Linked DNA regions of Hordeum vulgare: region 2 is linked to region 1. A link is a contact called in public Hi-C data. All regions are on one chromosome and are shown on one strand. Each heading gives the region's core, a stretch centred on a gene start, on an enhancer-like site or on the middle of the called end of the contact. The rest is flanking DNA. Distances are from core to core; before and after follow the strand shown.

Region 1 (7,442 bases), core at 2,472-4,971:
GATGTATTACCGAGTGGGCCCAGAGATACCTCTCCGTCACACGGAGTGACAAATTCCAGTCTCGATTCGTACCAACCCAATAGACATTTTCGGATATACCTGTAGTGGACCTTTATAGTCACCCAGTTACGTTGTGACGTTTGATACACTCAAAGCATTCCCACGGTATCCGAGAGTTGCACAATCTCATGGTCTAAGGAAAAGATACTTGACATTAGAAAAGCTCTAGCAGACGAACTGCACGATCTTGTGCTATGCTTAGGATTGTGTCTTGTCCATCACATCATTCTCCTAATGATGTGATCCTGTTATCAACGACATCCAATGTCCATGGTCAGGAAACCATGATCGTATATTGATCAACGAGCTAGTCAACTAGAAGCTCACTAGGGACATGGTGTGGTCTATGTATTCACACATGTATTACGGTTTCCGGTTAATACAATTACAACGTGAACAATAGACAATTATCACGAACAAGGAAGTATAATAATATCTATTTTATTATTGCCTTTAGGGCATATTTCCAACACTCCACCTATACTAAACAGTTTAAAGTGCGGTACAGGAAACTAGGAGTTCATCAAAATCAGGTTATGCAACGGATATATGAGCTAAATACAACAGTAGCAAATTTATAATGCAAGCATGAGGGAGAAATAAATAGGCGATATAGGAATGATCAAGGGGGTTTGCTTGCCTTGTTGCTCTGCGGCAAAGGGTTGGTTGTCATGACGGTAGTCATACCCAGTAGCAACGTTAGTCTCGGGGTCTACCTGTAAGAAGAGGGGGGAAGAAACAATAAATATAAACACAAATGCAACATTATGCATGACCTGGCAATATGCAGGGCTAGGCAAGCACTAACGCAACATTAAACGTTATAGATGGATCGAGAAAATATCTGATGATATTTCTCGGGTCTCTCGCTACTACCGGACACGCGAAACAGATGAAAAAGTTTCATGTTCGCTATGCTAGGAACGCGTGACAGACGAATGGATAGCGTATTCGGGTTTGTCTTGTTTTTTTATCAACTTTCATGTACAAAGTATTTTCATCTAACTTACGAATTATTTTACATTAATTTTTTAAAGTTTATTAATGTCCAAAAATTTAAAAAGATTATTTTAATTCAATAACCATAATTATGACATCAACATGATGCCATGCTGACATCATCAGTCAACAATCCCGTTGACTGGTTAAAGTGGCCAATGGGCCCCACATGTCATTGACACAAGATTAATTAGGTTTAAAATTAATTAGAACAAATTAATTATGGGTGTGGGACCCACCTGCCATACTCTATTTAATTAATTAATCAACAGAGTAATTAACTAATCTAATCAATCCTTAATTATATATTTAATTAATTTACTAATTTATTAATTAATTATTTCAATTATTTTATTATCGTTTTTATATTCGTTTTTAACAATGTTACTTAGCAAGGGTGGGCTCCTGCTGTCATCCACACACGGGGGGTTAGTGGGGTGGTTAGCTCCCCACTAACCAGATCGAGCCGACCGTGGCAATGGTCAAGAGCGGCGGCAGCAGGCGAGGGGGAGGCCGGAGAGACGCGCTGGGGGGGGACGCGTGGCGGGGTCAGGGCGCACGACGAGCAGGGATGCGGCGGCCGGAGCCGCGGTGGGGCGCGGCCGTGGCCACGGGGACTGGCCAGACGACCAGAGCGGTGGCCGGGCGAGGCCATAGCGTGGCGAGAGGGGTTGGGGCTGGGCGAGCCAGGGCGCGGCGCGGCGGGGGCGAGGCGAGCTGCACAGGGGGGAACGGGGTGGCATGATGGAGTTGGGGGTGGTGGGGAGGCCGAAGACGTGGCGCGACCAGGGGCGAGGGGAGACCGGAGTGGGCGTGGGTGGTGGTCGAAGCTATGGGAGGCGCGCCGGGACATGGGAGAGGAAGAGAGAAGGGGAGGGCCCTCGGGTGGTGCTCACCACCGATGCATGGGTGGCAGAGTCCTGGGTGGTCCGACGGGGTAGGGAAGGAGGCGGCCGGCGGGGATGAAGGGGAGGAGGACCGACGGGGTAGGGGCGACAACATTAGGGTGAGCGCGGGAGGCCCCGATCCGATCTGGATCGAGAGCGGGGAAGGGGGTGAACGAGGCGAGGCGAGTGGGGGGTTGGTGGCTATAAGTGCGGGGGTGGGGGGAGGTGTAGGCGGTTGACATGGGCCGGCGGGGGGGGGGGGGGAGGGGGGTTGGGCCAGCTAGGTCAGGGCGAGTTGAGTCGGGGGGTGCTTTTTTTTAAATTTTATTTTTCTTTTTTTAAAAGTTCATGTTTTAGTTTTATTTTAATTTAGCGAATTTTAATACTTCCAAAAATGTTGATTCCCACAACACAATTACTTATGCATTATTTATCGCATCCCGTACATTTTAGTTTGTATGTTTGGAAACTTTCACCGTTTGACTTGGTTTTGAATTTCGAATTCGCACGAGATTGAATTATGCGAGATTAACAACAGTAACCGTGGTGACGTGACATCATTAGCATGTAATTATCGTGGTTTAATTATAGAGATTAGTGTAGCATAAATACAGGGGGCACAGGAGGGTAGAGGTCATGGGTGGCTGGGGTGCGGGCCACGGGGTGGGTGAGTCGGGGAGAAGAGACGCGAGTGAGGCTTTCCGCATGGTCCGACCTATTTGAAGGAACGTTGAGGTTCAAGGTAAACAGGGAATACGCCATTCCGTGAAATTGGTTGGTTCCGATTCCTTGGGCAGTCTAAACACACGAACTGGTCGGGAGAATGGAACCGATCCGCGTTGTTCCGCTTCGTGACTAAAACCAAACACATCCCCTAATAACGGGTAATGCACATAGAAAAGTTGGATGGAACCGGTAGGGATGACAATGGGTACCCATTATCCACGTACCCTGTGGGTAAAAACCCAATTAGGGTAAGGATATGGGACAAAAAGTCACCCATGGGTATATAAATAGGAAAACCTAAAACCCATCTGGTAGAGCGGGTATGGGTATGGGATCTTATAACCCATACCCATATACCTGTGTACCCATATAAAATCTATGTAAACTTAAAATTATCTCTACAATCTACACGATGTCAACAATTTATGAATTGAAAGTGTATGCCTATGTGTTGTTGTTTATGACTATATGATGTTGTTTTATAAGTATGCGTTGTAGTTATAATCTATCTTTGTAAACTATATGATATAATGCAGTTTATAACAATAAGTTTTTTAAATTGATGTTTTGAAAATATGGGTAATTTTACCCGTAGGTACCCGTCTACCTTGTCGGGTAATGGGTATGGAAAAAATTATATCCATTAACGGATATGGATAAGGGTGATGGATAATATCAGATGAGGCGGGTAACGGTATGAAAAGGCTCCACCCGTACCCATACCCTGCGGGTGCCATCCCTAGAAACCGGACCTTGATGAAACCTATGGAGTAGCAGCAGTACTAGAACATCATGCAAAATCAAATTTCCACTTGTTTTATCTTTTCCTTGACAGCCGTGCATCATCCAACACCTCTCGCGGAAATTTACAGCTATAGCCTCAGAATTAATAAAATCAACCTGCACTTCAAAGTCATCAAACGTAGGTCGGGAATGCAATTTTCTCAGCATATTTGGATGCGTATGCGATGTCCCCTCCCCTACTACAAAACCCAACCCACCCTCCGACGTGGTTGCCCTCCCCCCCCTCCCCGCCGCCGCCGCGGTAGCCGTCCTCACCCCTAAATAAAAATCCCACCTTTAGCAGCGCCGCCGCCTGACAAGATGGCTGCGTCTCCCGCTCGTTGGCCATGCTTGTGTCCAGGCGGGGTACGGTACCTCCCTACGAGGTGCGTGGATCCAGCGCCAAGTTGCCTGATCCAGGCCTGGGCGCGCCCCGTCGTCGGCCATGCCTGCGAGGTCTCCCGGCGAGGCGCCTGCTTCCAGGCCGGGCCCAGGCAGCGAGGTGCCTCCTGGCGGGGTGCCTGATCCAGGCCTGGCGCGGCCAGCGAGGTCTCCCAGCTAAGTGCCGCCGTTGAGATGGCGGCAGCACTAGCTGATCCAACGATCCCTAGCGCCTCCCGCAGCTCTGGAACCGCTGGCCCGGAGAAGGGCGGCGGCTGCCAGAATTGCTGATCCGGCCAGGGCGGCGCTTCAGGTTAGTTCCCAGCCCAATTTCTCGGTTCTTCACCCCCCCCGGGATTTCTCGATTCTTTCTGCCAATTTTTTTTATTTTTAAAAAAGGCCCAAACCGCTCTCTTCTTTCTTCGTCTTTCCCTGTCCAATCTTGGCCCATTCCCTCCATATCAAAGTCCAAAAGCCCAGTTCATCAATTTCGAAACGTGAAACAGCTACCCGGCAGATTTCGAACGAACCTCCCTTCTCTTCGCCTAGCTGTACCTCGCAAGGAACTTTCTCACCGCCCACTATATAAGAGAAGTACCCTGCTCATTTGTTTCATATAAGCATTTCCGTCCGTCCTCGTCCCCCAAACCCTAACCCTATTCGACACGCTTCCTCCCCATCAGATCGGTGAACGGCAACAATGTCGGTACGAGTTTTTCCGTCTCGTTTCTTCTAGTTCCTGAGGGCAGCTTGATGGGGATCGGAGGTGCTCGCCCGGACAAAACCCTGGGTGCCGTCGGGGATTTTCGAGATTCCTGAGCCCCTTGCGTTTTTCTGTGTTAAATCGCTGACCTCCATGCAAAGTTGGATCCCTCTTATTTTGGGGTTTAAACGCTGAACATTCTGCTAGATCGTCGGGGACGTAGCATTTTGTTCGGATTCTGCATCGGGTTCCTGAGCCCGGACAAAACCCTCGGTGCTGTCGGGGTTTTTCGAGATTCCTGAGCCCCTTGCGTTTTTCTGTGTTTAATTGCTGACCTCCAGGCAAAGTTGGATCCCTCTTATTTTGGGGTTTAAACGCTGAACATTCTGCTAGATCGTCGGGATGTAGCATTTTGTTCGGATTCTGCACCGATTATAACATGCATATCCCAAATATTCCGAGTATTTTAATCAAATGTTGCCATTAAGGCAAGGAATTTAGCCACTGTAGTTGTTTAAATTCTCTGAAGCTAGGTCGATCATGTTATCTGTGGAACTTCCGGCAACAGCTGGGTCGATTTTTGTTTGTTAACTTTGGTCTGTGCACACAAACCTAGATGTACTGCAGGATTTGTTAGGTATTATTAAATGATGCAAGTTATGCACTGCTCTGTTGAGTTGAGTTTTGCTGCAATAATGTCAAATCTTCCTGCTCCTTGTTTGCTGAGTTCATATTCCAGCAAAAATAGATAGTTACTAACTTCTATTCTGAATTTCTCGTTACACAGGAAAACACCCCATCCCCTGCCGCAGTTATTAACCCTGAGGTGAGGGTTATACTTTTGCCTGGTGGTGATTATTCACTTGATTTTATCTTAGTTGTTGTTAATAAAGTTGGAGAGTGAATTGCTTGTATATTCCACACTCATACAATTACAGCTGATGTACATATATAGGGCGAACCCCCTGAGGGTTAGGCACGCAGGCCAGGTTCGGTTAGAGATCCATAAATCTAGCAGTCAAGGGTAGACTAAGTATTACATGACTAACACCCCCCCTCAGCTGGAACGCCGTTTGGCAGGACGTTCAAGCTGGATCGGAAATCACGAAAAACCGATGATGGAAGACCCTTGGTGAACACATCTGCAAACTGAGAGCTGGATGGGACCTGAAGAACGCGTGCCTCACCGAGAGCAACCCGGTCGCGGACGAAGTGCAGGTCAATTTCGATATGCTTGGTGCGTTGATGCTGCACCGGATTGCAGGACATGTACGAGGCGCTGATGTTGTCGCAATAGATGACGGTGGCGCGTCGAGGAGGATGACGAAGTTCATGGAGGAGTTGTCGTAGCCAGCATGATTCGGCGACGCAATTAGCAAGGCCGCGGTATTCTGCCTTTGCGCTGGAGCGAGACACGGTGGGTTGGCGTTTGGAGGACCAGGAGATCAGGCTGTCGCCAAGGAAGACGCAGAAACCGGAGGTTGATTTCCGTGTGTCTGGGCACCCAGCCCACTCTGCGTCAGTATACGCAAGGAGATCGAGCGATGAGGACTTGAAGAGCTGGAGGCCGTAGTGAGAGGTGCCACGCAAGTAACGCAGGACCCGATTCACCAGCTGCATATGGAAGTCTCGTGGCTGATGCATGAACATGCAGATTTGTTGGACGGCGTAGGAGATGTCGGGTCGAGTGAGGGTTAGGTATTGGAGGGCGCCGGCGATGCTGCGGTATGTGGTGGGGTTTGGAAGTAGATGGCCGGCGTCGGCGGACAGTTTTGCAGTGCTGTCTATTGGTGTGGGCACAATGTTGCAATTTAGCATGTCAGCGCGATCCAGAATTTCAAGTGTGTATTGTTGTTGGCTCAAGAACAGGCCGGAGGCATTTGGTGTAACATTGATCCCGAGAAAGTGGTGTAATTCGCCCATGTCGGTCATGGCGAATTCGGCTTTGAGAGAGTTGATTATGTGAGCTAGGGTGGAGGTGGTGCTTGCGGTGAGTATGATGTCGTCCACATATATGAGAGGGTATGCGATGGAGGAGCCAGTGGATAGTATAAATAGGGAGGAATCGCTCTTGGAAGCATGAAAGCCAAGCGAGAGGAGGAAGGAGGTGAACCGCAAGAACCAAGTTTGAGGTGCCTGTTTGAGACCGTAGAGAGACTTACGGAGGAGAAGCGCTGATGAAGACCGATGGTTGAGAGCAGTACACTGTCTCCTTGAGATCGCCGTGGAGGAAGGTGTTCTTTACATCGAGCTGGTGAATTGGCCATGAGCAGGATGTTGCGATGCTCAAAACAACGCGAATGGTAGCCGGTTTCACCACTTGACTGAATGTCTCGTCGTAGTCGATGCCCTCCTTCTGAGTGAACCCGTGAACAACCAACGGGCCTTGTAGCGAGTGAATGAGCCGTTGGAGTTGAACTTATGGCGAAAAATCCATTTGCCTGTGACCACGTTGACACCTGCAGGTTTAGGAACCAAAGACCACGTCGAATTCTGAATTAAAGCAGTAAATTCATCACGCATCGCTTGGAGCCAGTTCGGGTCTTTGAGAGCAGAGCGGTAGGAAGGTGGGATGGGGGAAGGATGCGCCGGGTGTTTAGCGGTGAGGAAGAGTCGCTTGGGTTGGCAAAACCCGGATTTGGCGTGGGTACGCATCGTATGAGAATTAAGTGGAGGGGCTGTTGGTATCGCATGTGGCGGTAGATGCGGATGTGTGGTAGTGGCGTCGGAGCTTGTGGAGGATGACGTGCGATCCAAGGAGGAGGCGCTAGTGGAGCCGGCAGAGGCAGGTGTAGGTGAGCCAGGAGAGGCGGGTGCGGAAATCGGTGGCGAGTGGGCCGGAGAGATGGGCGGGAAAGGCTCGGTCGACGAGGTGGATCCTGCCGCAGCGGACGGGTTGGTGG
Region 2 (7,442 bases), core at 2,445-4,944, 220 kb before region 1:
GCCACCACAGAGAAGTACGCCCAAGCGGACACCCACTCCGGCATCGCAACGGAGGTCAAGGAGTCTGACTACACCGGCACCCTCCCTTTCTACGCCAAGACGGCAACTCCTTGCAACATTCGCTACAGCTACATGGCAAGTTCTTTAGCTGGTTCAAAATCAAATCTATACTCCCTAGGTCAGATAGATATGCACCATGAACTTATAGTGTTTGTTTTGGCTTGGGCCTCGTGTAGAACATCGGGAAGAAGTTCTGCGTCATGAATGGCATCGCGACGAAGCGGCTGATGATACTCAAGGACTCGGGCGGGAGATCGTGGCCCGTGAAGCTGACGCTGACAAGCGACCAGGCACGCATGAAGGCCGGGTGGGGCCACTTCTCCGGCCACCACGGGATCAAGGTCGGGGACCTCTGTGTCTTCCACCTCGTCGACGAGCACACCTTCAACGTCAGCATAAGGCGGGCCGAGTAATAATGAAGTGTTTTGGCTACTGGTGCTCAGTGTGGGATGTCTTTTTTCAAACTGTCTTGGATTTGTCCCTTTAGCTTTGGTATAAATAACGATAATAAAGTGTCTCGGGTTCCAAATAGCATGCATTTTAGATGTAAGCATGTAATCACATAGACTATGGGAAACTCACTGACAAACAGAGCAGCAACTGAAACCATATGAGGCAGGTGAATGAAATGGAACACAATGAATTCATATCAATGATCTCAGATATGTAAAAATGTCATTAGCATAAACCAAAAATAACAAGAATGTGACATTGCTATGCAGGACTAGTTTATACTTCCACAGACACTTGCATGATTTCTATGGAAAAGAAGCAAACGATATAATGTGCAACAAAAAATAATCCCAAACGATAAGTGCCATACGTGTGGCACGAAATAACACAGTCCTGACGTTTTTTTACACTAAAGTTGCCATAAGAAAAAAAAACAATCCCAAAAAATATTGAAATTTGCCATCCAAACAGAAAGTTGCCATGCTTCACAACTAAAGTTGTCATCCTCAGATAACTAAAATTGCCATCAAAAAATGTCATGACGGAATTGTTTCGTGCCACACGTGTGGCACTTATCAGGGTCCAAAATAATTTGGTGATGGTTTAAGTTAGACAATCAAAATCTTAAGAATAGGCAGCAGCATGCCTGCCCAATGACAAATCTACAGAATAGGCAGCATAGCAGAAACACGGTTATGTTGTTAATGTTTCTTTCATTGGCATACATATTTTCTTCCAACGGGTTAATGCTGTTACATGATGTTTCCCAAAAAAGATTATTTTTCTGCCACTTCACAAGAATTAAACAAAGAAGCAAAAAAGATGAACAAACCGACTGTTGTGTACTAAGTACCAATATTTGCATTTTGTGATCTTATACTGCAGTGTGCGCATCATGTCTGGTGCAACAGGATCCTGATCAAATCATCACACCGATCACCTAAAAGAGGGGGAATTAGCAATACGCTTCACACAAAATTTGAACTCCATGACGACGATAGGGTATTCACTGCGTTAAACAAAAACTACTGATAGCAAATATATGATCCATAATTACCTCTATTGAAACTTTGGGATGCTAATGATCACATGGATTTTATCAGCGCCATCCAAATAATATTCACATCCAAGGTGATGCGTGGACCAGGCAGAGATCACTTCCTGCGTATACTGTGCTGGCATCATGACCACTCTAGTGGTCACATGTTGCATCTTCTCCTGCTGTATAATTTCAAATGACGCTTGGTTCTAAGGGTGACAATGCTGATTACATACTGCAACATTGCCAGCCAATATGGTATCTCCAAGAGCTGATGTATAACAGTAACACCCGTCAACAATAGCATGATCCTACTTTCCATCCTCCAGTTTATGCCACACGAACTGGATGTTTGACATTCATCTAATGCAGGATCATCTCCGAATTTCAATTTGTCTTCTCAATTGATCTTCTCGATTCTGCAGGACCACCCAATGAAGTTGCAGACTGTTTTCCTTGGATTATGGTTTTAACAGCCTAGCCATACGTAATGCTGCCCGAACTTTCCTCACGTCATTCTGAAAACCTGCACTACGAAGGCCAGCAATGACAGCACGCTTTGCAGATGCAAGAATGCTGTTCCCTTCACGCAAGCAGATCCGCAAGAATTTGGATGCCATATGATACCTACCAACCTTACATAGACCATGGACTAGTGAGGTGTAAGTAAAATCATCCTTGAGTTTCATGTTGTGCAGTAATTTGATGGCAGCATCCACCTCATCAGATTTGCAGAGTGCATCCACCAAGCAATTGTAAGCAATAACATTTGATTCCATGTCCCTTATCTCCATGTAACATAACTGCTTATGTGCAGCCTCGAAATGCCCCATCTTGCACAAACCATTAACCAAAATTGAGAATGTGTACTCATCACTCTCCAGACCGCCCTCTTCCATCATACTCAGCAGCTCAAACGCGTCATCCAGCTTTCCTTCCTTGCACCGCAGGTAAATCAGCGTATTATAGCATGCACTGTCAAGCCTGAACCCACTCCGTATCATTAGCTCACTGTAGGTGTTTGCTTCTTCCATCCTTCCCTTCTTGACTAACGCACTAATCACCGTGCAGTATGGGAAGAGATCTGGAATGTACCCTCCCTCCAGCAACGACAAGAAGGTCTCCAGCCCCTGATCAAACCTGCCATACTTAAAGCAGCACTTCATGACCGTGGTGTAAGTGACGACGTTCGGGGCATGCTCGGTCCTCCCAAGCTCCCTTAGAACCATGCGGGCGTACCCCACCTTGCCTGACTTGCACAGCCCATTGATCATAGTGTTGTAAGTCACGATGCCCACCGGGAGCCCCGTCCTCTGCAGGTACCTGAACATCCTGTACGCGTTCGTCGCATGACCAAACCTGAAGAGCCCGTCCAGGAGTGTGTTGTAGGTGGTGGCGCACGGTGCGACGCCTTTCTCGGCCATATCGGCAAACACCCGGTAGGCATCCTCCGGGTGGCCAGACCGGAACAGGCAGTGCATGAGCGCGTTGTAGCTCCAGGCGTCGGGGGCGACCCCCGCCTGCAGCATTTCGTCGAACAGGTCGAGGGCGCGCATCGTGAGCCCCCTCCGCGCGGCGCCGGCGATGAGGGAGTTGTAGGTGATGGCGTCGGGGCTCACCCCGGCCTCCCGCATCCGGTGGAGGACGGCGAACCCCGCGTCGAGGCCCGAGGCGCGGCAGTGCGCGGCGAGGAGGGTGTTGTAGGTGACGACGTCGGGGGGCATGCCGAGGCGGATGGCGTCCACGAGGACGGACTCTGCCCGGGCGATGCCGCCGCCGCGGCAGAGCGCCGCGAGGCAGACGTTCATCAGCCGCGTGGACAGCTGCGTCCGCGCCCAGGTCATTGCTCCTCCGCCTCCTCCTCGCCGCGAGACTATCTTCCGGTTCCGGGCTCGCTTCGACTCCCATACAGCTCGCTCGCTGTCCAGACCAACTTGCCGAGTTCGCGACGAGCAAGGCCGGCGCCTTGTTAATTTGTTGTGGGAAGAGCGCTGGGCTGCAGGAGGCGGCGAGAGGTTGGTGGCGGCGGCGGCGGCGCCACCGGGTGGTAGGGGAGTTGGGAGTTCGCACTTAGCTGACCTCGCAGCGAGGGACAGACTAGAGAGAGAACGCCAGGTGGGCCATGCATGTCATAGGCGGCACAGACAGACAAGTAGGGTTCATTTCTTTTCGCCTGACCCAACAGTCAGTGAGCATAATAGTCTTTTTTTCAGGGTGGACAAAAATTTGTCTGCACAAGGAGAAGGAATTAATTCACCACCTAATCGATTCAAAAATCATCGTGCTACAAATGATTCACAAAAAATTCGGGAGGAAAAAATCATTCTCATTCACACTAAAGCTTTGAGCTATTGTTACAAAAAGAATAAAACATGTCGTGGTACAACAATATCTTCTGTGAATACAATGAACAAATCAGGAAATCTGCAGGATTATACATACTCAAAAAAATCAAAATGTCGGCTGAAAAAGAAAAGAAATCAAAATGTGGCTTGAGGAAAAGGCAGATACAAAATTACACAGGCGGAGCCCAAACCAACCCCAGGCCTCACTGTGCCTTCATGGCTTTCTCCTTGCAGAGCTGGTGCCACTCCTGGAGCACGGCTGCCTGGAGCGCACGGTGCTCGGCTTCTTCCGCCGTGAGCTTGGAGAGCGTCGAGGGGCCCTTGGGGTTCCCAAACCCGTCCAGCTCCTCGCTCTGCTTCTTCTCCTCTTCCTCTTCTTGCTCGGTTTTCGCTGGAGGCATCTTAGGTTTGGCCGCCTTGAGTAGTGCTATCCTCTCCATGGATATCTTCAGCCGCTCCGCAGCTGCGCTCTTCACCTCCTCCTCGGGCATGTACTCAACAGCGCCGTCCGTGATGTCGTCCAGCCAGCCCTGGAGGTCCGACTCGATCTCTCTTGTGATAGATTCATCAGATGCACGCACGACAAACTTGCATATCATCGTGGTTGTCTCGTCACCCAGATCAACATTTCGGCTGACCTCACTTGCACCAAAGATCATCATGCCCACAAACCCACCAAACCATGTCTTTGCGGCGTAACACAACTGTGGAAGATACATGTGTTATAACCTTACGCAAATGGTAACTCTGCACACAATAGAATCAAGACCGAGGCATAACACCGTCTAAGTGACTATCAAATGCTTACCTGGAACCCAGCAACTGTTCGGATGAAATGAGAGCAGACTTGATGGAAGGGCTTAGAATAAATGGACTTCAATCCACTGAGGAAAGGAGAGCTATTATACTGCTGAGCAGCGGTGGCCTTGAAACCACTACCTTCATATGTGTATGTGCCAGTGCACTCAACCATGGCTGGCAAGCTTGGCCATAGACGGAAGTACTCAACTGGAGAGCATTCATATGGCAAGAGAAGTTCGGCGAGAGGGATCTTGTAGGGCTGACACCGCAAAACAACAGGCTCACCAAGCTCTGGCCGGAGCGCACGCTTCTGCCTCGTCATTTGTGAGTCCTCTTCTGCATAATCTCCTTCATAGTCTGCCGATCCTCCACTTCCGTAGAATGGGTAATACAGGACTTGAACCCAGAGAGAGCATCTCTCAAAATGTGAAACTCCCACAGTGACACTACTTTGGATTGGATCCTGCAGAATTGACGAGGCATTTTCCAAATAAATTAGATGCAAATATGGATTAGCTACTCTGTGATGACAGTACTTGCCCGATGATATACTCCCTCGGTTCCTAAGTATAAGTCTTTTTAGAGGTTTCACTAGCGGACTACATATGGATGTATATAGACATACTTTAGAGTGTAGATTCCCTCATTTTGTTCCGTATGTAGTCCCTAGTGAAATCTCTAAAAAGACTTATGTTTAGGAACAGAGGGAGTAATATTTATTATCGCTATTCTATTTTTATCAATAGCCTACAAATTTTAAGCGCAGCTCGTCTGGAAACAAGATACTGTCACTAACTTGAAAGCCGCCGCAATGCTAGACGGCCTGGCTCTTTGAAGATCACTTACATTTAACAACATCATGATCATGATAGTCTCAACTACCACATTATATCTAGTGTGCAATATAATGTGAACTCAACTGGCTAGACAGGTATACTACATTAAAAGGTAGTGGTAAATTTTGCCAGGAAATAGATTGAGAAGTTCACTAGCCGAGGAAGAAAATGTTTCACTATAAACTACATTCAAATACCACTACCTGCAGCCCTAGATTTGCCTGCCCATTCTGACTAATGACAAACTCTTAAAATTACTGTCAAATTTTAAAATATTTAATGATGATACATAATTGAAATTAAACTGCACGGTAAAAGCATATGCAAAATAGGCATTTCAAGATCGTGGAGGCACCTGGGAAACAAGATTACGCAAGTGGCGAACAGTGCGGGAAAATCCATCCATATAATACAATGCTCCAGAGAGCCCAACTCGGATATCCACCCTGTTGAGTTCCAGCTCAGTCAAATTCAAAATCTGCAAAAGTGTACATTAGTAAAAAAGGACAATCATACAACTCCAAGTCAAATAATACTATGGCTTATAGCAAAGTAATATGTCAGCAGACACAAATAGTTGTTTTAATTTCTCACCATTTTACCAGGTGGCAAAGTGCACATAAACTACACAGGAGCAATAACTAAATATAAAGTTCCTAACCTAACCAGTGTTCAACAGTAACCATAACACAGCAGTACAGATAAATAGAAATTATGTTAAATGTACACGGAAAAGATCATTGATCAGGTTATACCTTTAGATGCAGGGTGATTCTGCCATCAGTTGGATCCGCCAAATGATATGCTTCAATGTAGCATGGATCGCTGCTGCCAGTCAGAGTGCATGCTTTTGGAAGATCTTTGTGCAAAGCACCGATACCCTTTGTCTGTAGGAGAGTTAACTGGGTGGGATTGGGCCTCCAAAGCTCCTGAATAGCCTTATGAACTAATCCCTCCAATTTCCTATCTTGTGCAGCAGCAGCCTCTGAAAACTGAACTGTAAGCTTGTGGTGGCTAAAAGGGTAATCTCCTGTAGCATCACCGACACCAACCCACCTGGATGAAATATTGGAGAGTTAAAAATGGTAGGTGATTCTTTCTCCAAATGCATGTTCCAGTAGAGTATTTCTTTTTTTTTAGATATAGAACTTCTGCAAAATAGTGCAACCTGATGTAAAGTATTTAGTTTGAAGATGCAACCCTCACCTGTTATCTGGATGATTCGTCACATACTTTATTATCTGTAAGACATAACGTGACTGATGCTTGGTTACAGAATCAGCCGAAGTACTTGACCTGAACTCCTCCAATTCTTTACTGAGGAGCTGGCCAGCTCTTGCATTTCTGGCTCCCAAACGCTGAGCGCATATGAGGACAGCCTGCACATCTTGTATCCTATTTGATGTAGTGGCAGAGGAATCGGTGTTGAATAAAGTCTTATGCATGTTAGATATGATGATATTCAGAGGATCCTCTGGGTCATCAGCTAAAAGAGGATCAAGACCTTCAAGATCAAAGTGTTCAGAAATTGCCCATATCAGCCGTGATGATATTCTTGAGGTATGAACCTGAAACATTTATTCACATTTAATAAATGTATAGGCCAATCTGGATTTAACAAAAGGTACTGAGGAATTAATGACACCATTGGTCTTCTATCAATCATCTCTAACAAGAAAACAAGCTTTACAAAATGGCACGGTTTAAGCTGCAACTATTTGTAGTGGAAGAAGAACAAAGTGTACAAGGAAACCAAGCAAAGGCAGGCATAGTCAGATCCAAACACAGGTAAAGCATTGACAAAGTAGGTGCCATTGAGTTAGTACTAATAAATAAGAGTATAAAGCCCACGCCTTACATTGAATTAGTAATGAATAGGAAATTTATTGGCATAGAACTAGGTGGGAT

Evidence for each region. A called contact is a pair of places that touch in the nucleus more often than the background predicts.
Region 2: a contact with region 1 is called in a Hi-C map of leaf, with 3 times the contacts expected there. The contact joins the promoter of LOC123447961 here to the promoter of LOC123447959 in region 1. A contact is called at or near these places in 3 of 6 Hi-C or Micro-C datasets (leaf and seedling) and 1 of 1 datasets of contacts at active chromatin or transcription factors (embryo).

The regions. Positions count from the first base shown.
Region 1 is chr4H:87,291,539-87,298,980 of MorexV3_pseudomolecules_assembly, reverse strand. LOC123447959 reads left to right here and starts at 3,721. Exons shown (of 7, transcript XM_045124708.1): 1 at 3,721-4,149.
Region 2 is chr4H:87,507,972-87,515,413 of MorexV3_pseudomolecules_assembly, reverse strand. LOC123447961 (putative pentatricopeptide repeat-containing protein At4g17915) reads right to left here and starts at 3,694. Exons shown (of 2, transcript XM_045124710.1): 1 at 1,571-3,694; 2 at 1,210-1,453. The coding sequence starts at 3,396. The coding sequence ends at 2,014. It overlaps LOC123447960 (protein TPLATE), which reads right to left. Exons shown (of 7, transcript XM_045124709.1): 3 at 6,741-7,102; 4 at 6,290-6,590; 5 at 5,890-6,012; 6 at 4,706-5,161; 7 at 3,858-4,601. The coding sequence ends at 4,101. It overlaps LOC123447962 (putative B3 domain-containing protein Os04g0347400), which reads left to right. Exons shown (of 3, transcript XM_045124711.1): 2 at 1-207; 3 at 249-707. The coding sequence ends at 473. It overlaps LOC123447963 (a long non-coding RNA gene), which reads right to left and starts at 13. Exons shown (of 2, transcript XR_006631576.1): 1 at 1-13.